Regions from separate parts of the Mus musculus genome. Here region 2 is linked to region 1. The links are chromatin contacts, called in public Hi-C maps. All regions are on one chromosome and are shown on one strand. Each heading gives the region's core, a stretch centred on a gene start, on an enhancer-like site or on the middle of the called end of the contact. The rest is flanking DNA. Distances are from core to core; before and after follow the strand shown. Region 1 overlaps Azin2 (antizyme inhibitor 2). Region 2 holds the start of Bsdc1 (BSD domain containing 1).

Region 1 (4,005 bases), core at 655-3,154:
GCAGCTCACCCAAACTCAGGTCACCAGGACATTAAGCCACTTTCTCAGAGGCATGTGACAGGGAGGAGGTGTGACAGAGTAGGAAACCAGGCAGGCTAGCCACACTAGGTAGGATAGCCCCAAGTCTCTAAGAGGTCAAGAGAATGTCTGAATGCACACATGCACATGCTGCCCAGAGCTCCACGCTGCCCGGAGCCCCCGCGCTGCCAACAAGCTCTATCTGAGGATGAGCACAGCACTGGGAGGCTTTCTCCGGTGTGAGGGGCCTGGAGCAGAGGGCAAGGCCCAAAATCAGATTCACTGACCCCGGCCACTCATGGGGCTCTGACATGGAAGGGCAAAGAAATCACTGATGCCCGTGGTGTGGGCACGTGAGTTCTGCATCACCTGATGCCAGTGGTGTGGGCACGTGAGCTCCGAGTCAGCCTGGGCTGAACTTGAACTTCAGCACTGTTCTATATCAGTCCTGTGCCCGGACCTGATGACTTAACCTGTCCCTGACTATGCGCTGTCCTGTGTCAACAAATCTGTCCTCATGAGGTTATGAGAAAGGATGAGCGGAGGCAGACATGGGGTCAGAGGGAAGCTCAGCTCTAGCCAACCATTAGCCTCTTCATTTACATTCTCTTTGATTCCATTTCTCACAGCCGTTCTCAACCTGTCACTCAAGACCCCCTTGGGGGATCAAATGACCTTTTCACAGGGGTCTCCTAAGACCATAGGAAATATCACATACTTACATTATGAGTTATAACAATAGGAAAATTACATCTGTGAAGTAGCAATGGAAATAATTTTATGGTTGGGGGTTACCACAACACGAGAAACTGTATTAAAGAGTCTCAGCATTAGGGAGGTTGAGAACCACTGGGATAACGAGATAAAATTGTCTTTGGGGTGAGGGGAACTGACTGCAACTTTCCCTAGAGAAAATACCCATTCTCCAGAAGGCCCCACCCCTGCTTAGCCGGCCACGCCCATCTGGCACCACACCCACCTTCCCTGCTGGCCTGGTCCAGAACCTCCCTCTTGGCGACGATGCTGACAGCCACAGTGAAGGCAGACGTCACGTAGTAGCGTCCCAGCTCAGCAAGGATGTCCACACCGCAGCCCTCAGGGAAGTACAGGTCCAAGGCTGAGTTAATTACTGAGGCCATCTGGAGAGAAGAGCAGCGTGCGGGACCATGAGATTTCGGGAAGAATTCGGCAGTGGAAAGGTCCCACCTGGTAGCTGGGTGACAGCTAGCCAGGAAGGGGGAGGCTGGGCTGGGGCGGAGCTGGAGTGAGGACGTCATATAGCTCATTCGTCCAGATAATCCCACATAGAATGGGGTATTCTTTCCCATAATGCTCGGTGCTCAGATTCCAGGTTCCTGGGCATAAACAACTCGCATGTTACACAGTAGGTCAGATTCCAAGGGGAAAAAAAAGGCAAGTGTGCAAAGCTAGATCTGCCATCAGGGTGGGTGAACCTGGTCGCTGACTTTCATTCTTATGCAAACACTACTTTTAATTATAAATACAATTGAGTTGTGTGGGCTTGGAGTTTTTTAGCGTTGTTTTGTTTTGTCTTATTAGGTTAGTTATTGTAGCCCAGGCTGGCCTTGAACTCCTGACCTCCTACATCCACCTCCCAGGTGCTGGGATTATAAACGTGTAATGCCACCCCCAGCACATGTGTATTTTTATAGCCTGGTGCACTCAATGGATTCTGAATGTCCTACCCACATGAATGTTCTCATCATACCCAGCCAGTCTGAGCCCTGGGAAGTCTACTAGACTTCTGCTATGTCTAGCAAGGCCACAATTGTCAACTTCGAGGCTAATTCCTGGGACATCTGGGGCCTTCTCCTGGCCACTTGGTACAGTCCAGACTCCATAAGTAATGCACTACGAGGGAGATGCGCCCCCTAGGGGTCAGAATGGGAATCACGACAACACATTTATGTTGGATACAAGGGGAGCAAAACAAAGGTTGGTTTTCCTCACGTGCCCTTCCCACCAGGTTTCTTACCAGCCCATTGGAGGGTAAATTAGACACACATATTCAGACCACTGTAGAGTTCATGGAAGGTAAATTACCTTGGCTGGGCCTCTAACTAGCTAGCTAAGTGCATGGGAGTCAAGCAGAGCTGGGGTACAGCCAGCTCAGCTGCGGGCTTGGGAAATGACACAGACCATGAGCCCAGCTGAGCCACAGCACAGGATTAATAAATATCAATAAAATCCACCAAGCCCAAGGTGTTGACAGTCGGGCCAAAGGTATGCACAGTGGGATTGTTATACCCTACCACAGAATAACCATCAGGCCACGCTTGACCACACATTACCTCTTCAAATCTCACTTTGGCTCCCTCTAAGCCAGGAAAGCCGCCGCCAAGGTCCAGGATGTTCATCGTGTGGCCCAGCTCCTCGCCCATCTGAAACACCAGCCTAGCATCCGCGATGGACTGGGCATAGGCCTGAGGGTCAGGACAGCCACTGCCAATGTGAAAACTGGGAAAGGAGGAAGAGCCTTGGCTTACATACAAGGTCCAGGTAGCCCCACGTTACAGATGCAACCACTGAGGCCTGGGACCATAGGCTACAGAGGGCCACGTGGGAAGCTAGGAACAGAAAGGTGGCACTTCTCCCATCTCTCCATGCCTCTCTGGAGAGAAACCTTTTGGGGATAAGGGCTGGAGTCCCAAGGTATCATGTGGCCAGGGCAAGTCACTAGGCTTGCTTTGTTTATGTCTTGCCATCTACAGGCTGGGGACAAAAGTCCTTACTGTTCAAGGCATCAGGCACTGGGCATTGAACCTGAAGTACAGAATAAAGGAAACTAGAGATGTGGCCCCATCTCTGCACGGACAGAGACATCTCCAGAGCATGGCTATGGTCTCCGGCTTATAGGCATGCAGAACTACCTCAAAGCCACGTCCGTGGGAAAAACCTCCTGAGATGAGACCTTCTGGGGACTATGGAGCTCTGGAAAGAAATGCCAATAAACCTTCCTTCTAAAGAAAGGACACTCTCTGGTGGCAAAACTGCAGGCCCAGCGGAAGGCCCAGGATGTCCACAAATAATTCCTGGGAGAAAGGGTAGTGAGTCTGGCCTGGGCAGGGTGCCTGGTTCCCATTGCACACCTCACACCCACCACCTCCACGTGGCTCTTCTTGGCGTTCTCGAGCAGATGTCTGCAGGATTTCAGCGACGCCCCAAACCTCAGGCTCAGGTGATTCAGAGAGTGGGAGTCCTGGGTAGCAATGCACAGAACCATCCTGTGGAGAACGGAGGCAATCCTGCTGAGTGAGCACCCTATCCCCCGCCCACTGCCACGCCCAGCTGCTCTTTCTTTGGACTCCGCCCGCTGCCACGCCCAGCTGCTCCTCTTTGGACTCCAGGAACCACCTTAGCTGAGAGGCCACTGAGCGCACAGCCTTTCTAGATCACCCTGCACTACCAATCGACTTCTGAGGCACTTGCTGGGTCCCAACCTCATCAACCCAGGCGGCTCAGGTCTTCTCATTCAACTCCATACCAGGCAGGTTTCCTAAGTCTTCAGATATCACACAAGAGGGAACCACATGTCCAAAAAAAAAAAAATTCCTAAGGGGAACCCTCAAACATGAGGGGTGCTATGCTTTGGATGAAGCAGAATGGCTCCTGGACGCCCTACTATTCCCTCAGACCCCTGAGGGCTAGTAACAGTCACAGCCAGAGCAAGACATCCATTCCCAGTCTACTTGCCCTGGGCTCCTCCCCTATGACCAACGTTAAAGCATCCTTCACCCACTGCACGCGGTGTTCCAGCAGCATGACGCTGGCACGCATCCCTTGGACAGCCCATGCTGTTTACCAACACCCACATATTTGCTTGGCTGTTTACGCATCCCCAAATTCCACTCATTCCTCAAGGCCCACTTCAAATGTCATCTTTCCTGATCTTCAGGAATCCTTTGGGCCTTTCCTGCCTAGAGCTATAACAGGTCTGCCCTGGGTCTGGCTCCTACCCAGGAGTAC
Region 2 (4,005 bases), core at 1,026-3,525, 510 kb after region 1:
GCCAATCTGGAGTTGCTACACCTGCACTAGACTCTTTCCTTGTACCCCTCCCATACCCATTTCTTGAGAAGACCTGGAAATCCCCTACTTCCCCCTTCTCCTCCCCCCCTCCCCGAGGGCCTATAAAAACTGGGACCCCTTTCCCCTCGAGGTCGACTCCTCTACCCCTGCGTGGGATGAGTCGTCCCTAGAGCTCTGGCTTTCCCCAAATAAAGCCTCATGTGGTTTGCATCAAGCTTGGTCTCTCATGAGATCTTGGGGGTCCGCTATTATCCCGAGGCCTGAGCGAGGGGCTCCTCTTGGGGTCTTTCACCCCCACCTCCAAGTGCTGGTATTTATGGTGCACAAGCTGCAGTTCTCAATAGCATGGTCAGAGTGGGTAAGAAACTGAGGTCAGAGAACTGCAGGCAGAGAAGACATGTTCAAGGGCTCAGGGTCAGGAAAGCACCAGAAAGTTTCTGGGAAATCTAAGTAGCCTTTGTATGTGGGGCAGTGTGAGCAAGGAGGGTGGAGGTGCAAGGTCAGACCAACCAGGTAGGAACAGAAAGGAGAACCCTGGGAGGAGGCACGGCCATCTGACTGGCATGGTTTTATGTGTGCGATTATAAATTAACAGTTCAGGGCTTGGATGTAATTTACTGATAGCATGTTTGCCTAGCACCTGCAATATCTTGGATTAAATTGTCTAGTTAAAAAAAAAAAAATACATGCCGGGCAGTGGTGGCGCATGCCTTTAACCCCAGCACTTGGGAGGTAGAGGCAGGCAGTAGTTCCAAGTGACCTTTAATGTGGGGAATGAAATTGCAAAGGTAGATTCTGTTGGGGATTAAAGAACTCAACTTGTTTCTTAGCCCATCTTGTTCAGTAGCACAAATCATTTATCACAGCATTTTTTAGCTTTAAACCTTGTGCATTCGTTGCAGGCAAAGCATGGACCTTAGAAGGGAGAAAGACCACTGGAAATTACTCATTCCATTTTTTCTCCCTTAACAGCCTTATGGTGGTCTACTTTATTTTTTTATTTATTTATTTATTTATTTATTTATTTTTATTACATATTTTCCTCAATTACATTTCCAACGCTATCCCAAAAGTCCCCCATACCCTCCCCCCCACTTCCTTACCCACTCATTCCCATTTTTTTTTTGGCCCTGGCATTCCCCTGTACTGGGGCATATACAGTTTGCGTGTCCAATGGGCCTCTCTTTCCAGTGATGGCAGACTAGGCCATCTTTTGATACATATGCAGCTAGAGTCAAGAGCTCCGGGGTACTGGTTAGTTCATAATGTTGTTCCACCTATAGGGTTGCAGATCCCTTTAGCTCCTTGGGTACTTTCTCTAGCTCCTCCATTGGGAGCCCTGTGATCCATCCAATAGTTGTTAGTTTTTTAGACAGGAGAAATACCAGCAACAATCTTTTTGAAAGTTAGATGGGAGGCCTTGGGGAACACTGGGAGAATTAGTATATAGCTTGTTCCTCAGGCAGGTAAGAGGCTATGGGATCAGGTAGCAGTGATGACCTTGATTACAGTGTAGCCTTCGAGGAGGGGAGTCAACCTCCTGCTGGAGGTGAAGGAGGGGTTTGTGTAGATTGAGGAAGTAGTAGGTAGGGCCACAGGATCTATGTAAATCCCCCTTCCACCACACAATAGACCTCAATTCCCCCCTATCAGTGGGATTTTTCCAGAACACTTTCAGCTAGCGTTTTCTTAAATCGGGCTTAAGAAATAATGTGAATATGTATCTGCCTCTCCAAATGATCCTGGGTGTCATCCCGAGGAGAGCTCTGGATTCTCCCCATAGCCTTACTCTGGCTCTGAGGTCCGCAATCGGAGCTTGCTGAATTAGCCTGCAGCAGAACACCAAGGAGCTGCTACGCGGCTGGCTTCACAAAGGGGGGCGGAACTTAACTCCAGGTTCTAAGAACACAACGTCCCAACCCGGCCTCTCCTTTCCTCGCCTCGCCTTCTAATTGGCGGTCTAACGAGCCTGCCGAAATTGGCCCGGAGAGGCCACTGTAGTCAGGGACTACCGGGAAAGCTAGCGGCTGGTTGGTGGGACCCGAGGACAATCTTACACACCATTGGATCGAGAGTTCAGAGGCGGGACAAATCGCATTTGGGACATGGATTGGACAAAGGCCAGACACATTGATGTAGGGGGGCGGGGACTGGGCGGAGAGTTGTCCTTGTGTTAAGATTGGGGCACGCTCATGGGGGCGGAGCCTGAGGGGGCGGTGCCGTGTCGGAAGTCAAAGGTCGGTAAATAGTGGTGATGTCATGCTGGCAAGATGGCGGAAGGGTGAGCTTGGCGTTCCGCTTTCTGGCGTTGGGGGCTTGGGCTTTTCGAGGGATGGGGTACTGGGCCAGGGGTCCCTGTTGGGGACAGGCTGCCGGTGCGGGTGCGGACTGAGCTGGAAGGGCAGAGCGGAGGCGTGGTGCGAGGGCATGGGGAAGCGGCCGGAAAAGCCTCATCTCCGGCCGGAGGCTGGGCTGGAGTCGCCCGGCAGGGCCGTCAGATGTGTCTGTCTTCCACAGGGAGGACGTGGGGTGGTGGCGGAGCTGGCTGCAGCAGAGCTACCAGGCAGTCAAAGAGAAGGTAAGCCGGGCCAGCACCCTTCCCTCGGCAGGGCACCGCGGCCGTCTCCTTGCAACCAACCCCAGCTAGCCCCTGCTTGGGTTTTTTTGAGCTTCTGTGAGGCCATTTACGAGAAAAGGGTAGAACACCACCACTAACAACATCTTACTCTTAAACAGCAATATTTATTAGAATATGTGACAGTCACTACTCACAGACAGGTTGGGAGGATATAGACCTTAGCCAGACAGATAGTCTTGGGCCTCACAAAGCTCAGTCTGGTGTGGAGGCAGTCAAGCAAAATAGTTGCTTAGTTACTGTTGTGAATACCGGGAAAGGGCAGTCCCTAATTGTCCAGACTAGGGAGTCATGAGCATGCCAAGGAAGGTGTAGCCAAGAATCCGGGTAGAGATGAGGATTGCCATATGCGCTGGTACCTGATGGTGCCTATGTGACTGGTTTACAAAGGGATGAGGGGGGGCCAGAGAGTGGAGACCTGGGGAAGTGGCTGTGATTGTGACTAATGCTTGTCCTTGTCCTAGGCAATGCCAGTTGGTGTTCCTGTTTTATCCCACATTCCTTTATTTACAGGCAGCCCAACTAAGTCGTGGGGTAACTAATTACTGTTTACCTCAAGCAAGTGAAGGGAGTCGTGCTTCAGGGCAGACTCCGAGAGGCTTCTGATCTCAAGTCAGCCCAGTACTTTAGGAACGGTTTTTGTTTGTTTGGTTTTTGGTTTTTTGGTTTTTGTTTTTATTTTCTCCTTGCTCCGGGTTCTCCTGGGAAGCCTCCGCTCAAGCTACAGCTCAGCACATCTGAGAATTCCCTGTGCTGGAAGTTTTATTGATGATGGAGAGGCAGGACTTTACGCTAAGGATTAATATGAGACCTCAAGCATGCAAAGAAAGTGTGCTATCCGGCAGGTGTCCTGTCCTGTGAGGACTCCCCGTGTGTTTCGAGGCTTTCAGGAAGAGACTTAATCTCTCCCTTTAGTTCCTTACATTTCTGGGAACTTGGACAAGTTATTTTGTTGTTATTGGTGGTGGTCGTGGTTTGTTTTATTTTGAGACAGGGTCTCATGGTGTATGTCGCCCTTGGCTGCCCTGGGACCATTATGTAGACCAGGCTGGCCTCAGCCTCACAGAGATCCGCCTCCTTCTGCTTCCTGAGTGTTGAGATTAAAGGCGTGTAGCTTATGACTTGGGCAAGTTTGTTTATCTGGTTTCTTCTTCTTCTTCTTCTTCTTCTTCTTCTTACCTTCCTCACTGTGAAATGGCAGTACCTCTCTAATGCGATGTCACGAGGATCACATGATAATATGCAGAACACTCAGACAATATGTGGTCTCTCTGGGTGCTACATAGGCATTCGCTCTTTATTAAGTGACTCAGTAAAACTCAGTCACCGTTTTTCGACTTTTCCCTTGC

What was found. Hi-C and Micro-C count contacts between places; a contact is called where the count stands out from the background.
Region 2: a contact with region 1 is called in a Hi-C map of the N1E-115 cell line, with 11 times the contacts expected there. The contact joins the promoter of Bsdc1 here to the enhancer-like site in region 1. A contact is called at or near these places in 19 of 39 promoter capture datasets (the 3T3-L1 cell line, 3T3-L1-derived adipocytes, the C10 cell line and 13 more), 2 of 15 datasets of contacts at CTCF or cohesin (embryonic stem cells and large pre-B cells), 13 of 484 Hi-C or Micro-C datasets (B cells, the Ba/F3 cell line, the G1E-ER4 cell line and 6 more), 2 of 115 datasets of contacts at active chromatin or transcription factors (bone marrow-derived macrophages and embryonic stem cells) and 2 of 9 other capture datasets (adipose tissue and embryonic stem cells).

Annotation. Positions count from the first base shown.
Region 1 is chr4:128,946,462-128,950,466 of GRCm38.p6, forward strand. It overlaps Azin2 (antizyme inhibitor 2), which reads right to left. Exons shown (of 11, transcript NM_172875.4): 6 at 3,129-3,263; 7 at 2,331-2,496; 8 at 998-1,157. Among named protein-coding and RNA genes, the nearest start is that of Gm15904, 12 kb to the left of the region's middle. Within about 2 kb of position 1,905, at least 34 of the 459 cell types and tissues checked have an H3K27ac peak or open chromatin away from gene starts, as enhancers often do. A contact at or near this core is called in the N1E-115 cell line, embryonic stem cells and liver, where this site is marked.
Region 2 is chr4:129,459,404-129,463,408 of GRCm38.p6, forward strand. It overlaps Bsdc1 (BSD domain containing 1), which reads left to right and starts at 2,276. Exons shown (of 11, transcript NM_133889.2): 1 at 2,276-2,302; 2 at 2,539-2,599. The coding sequence starts at 2,292.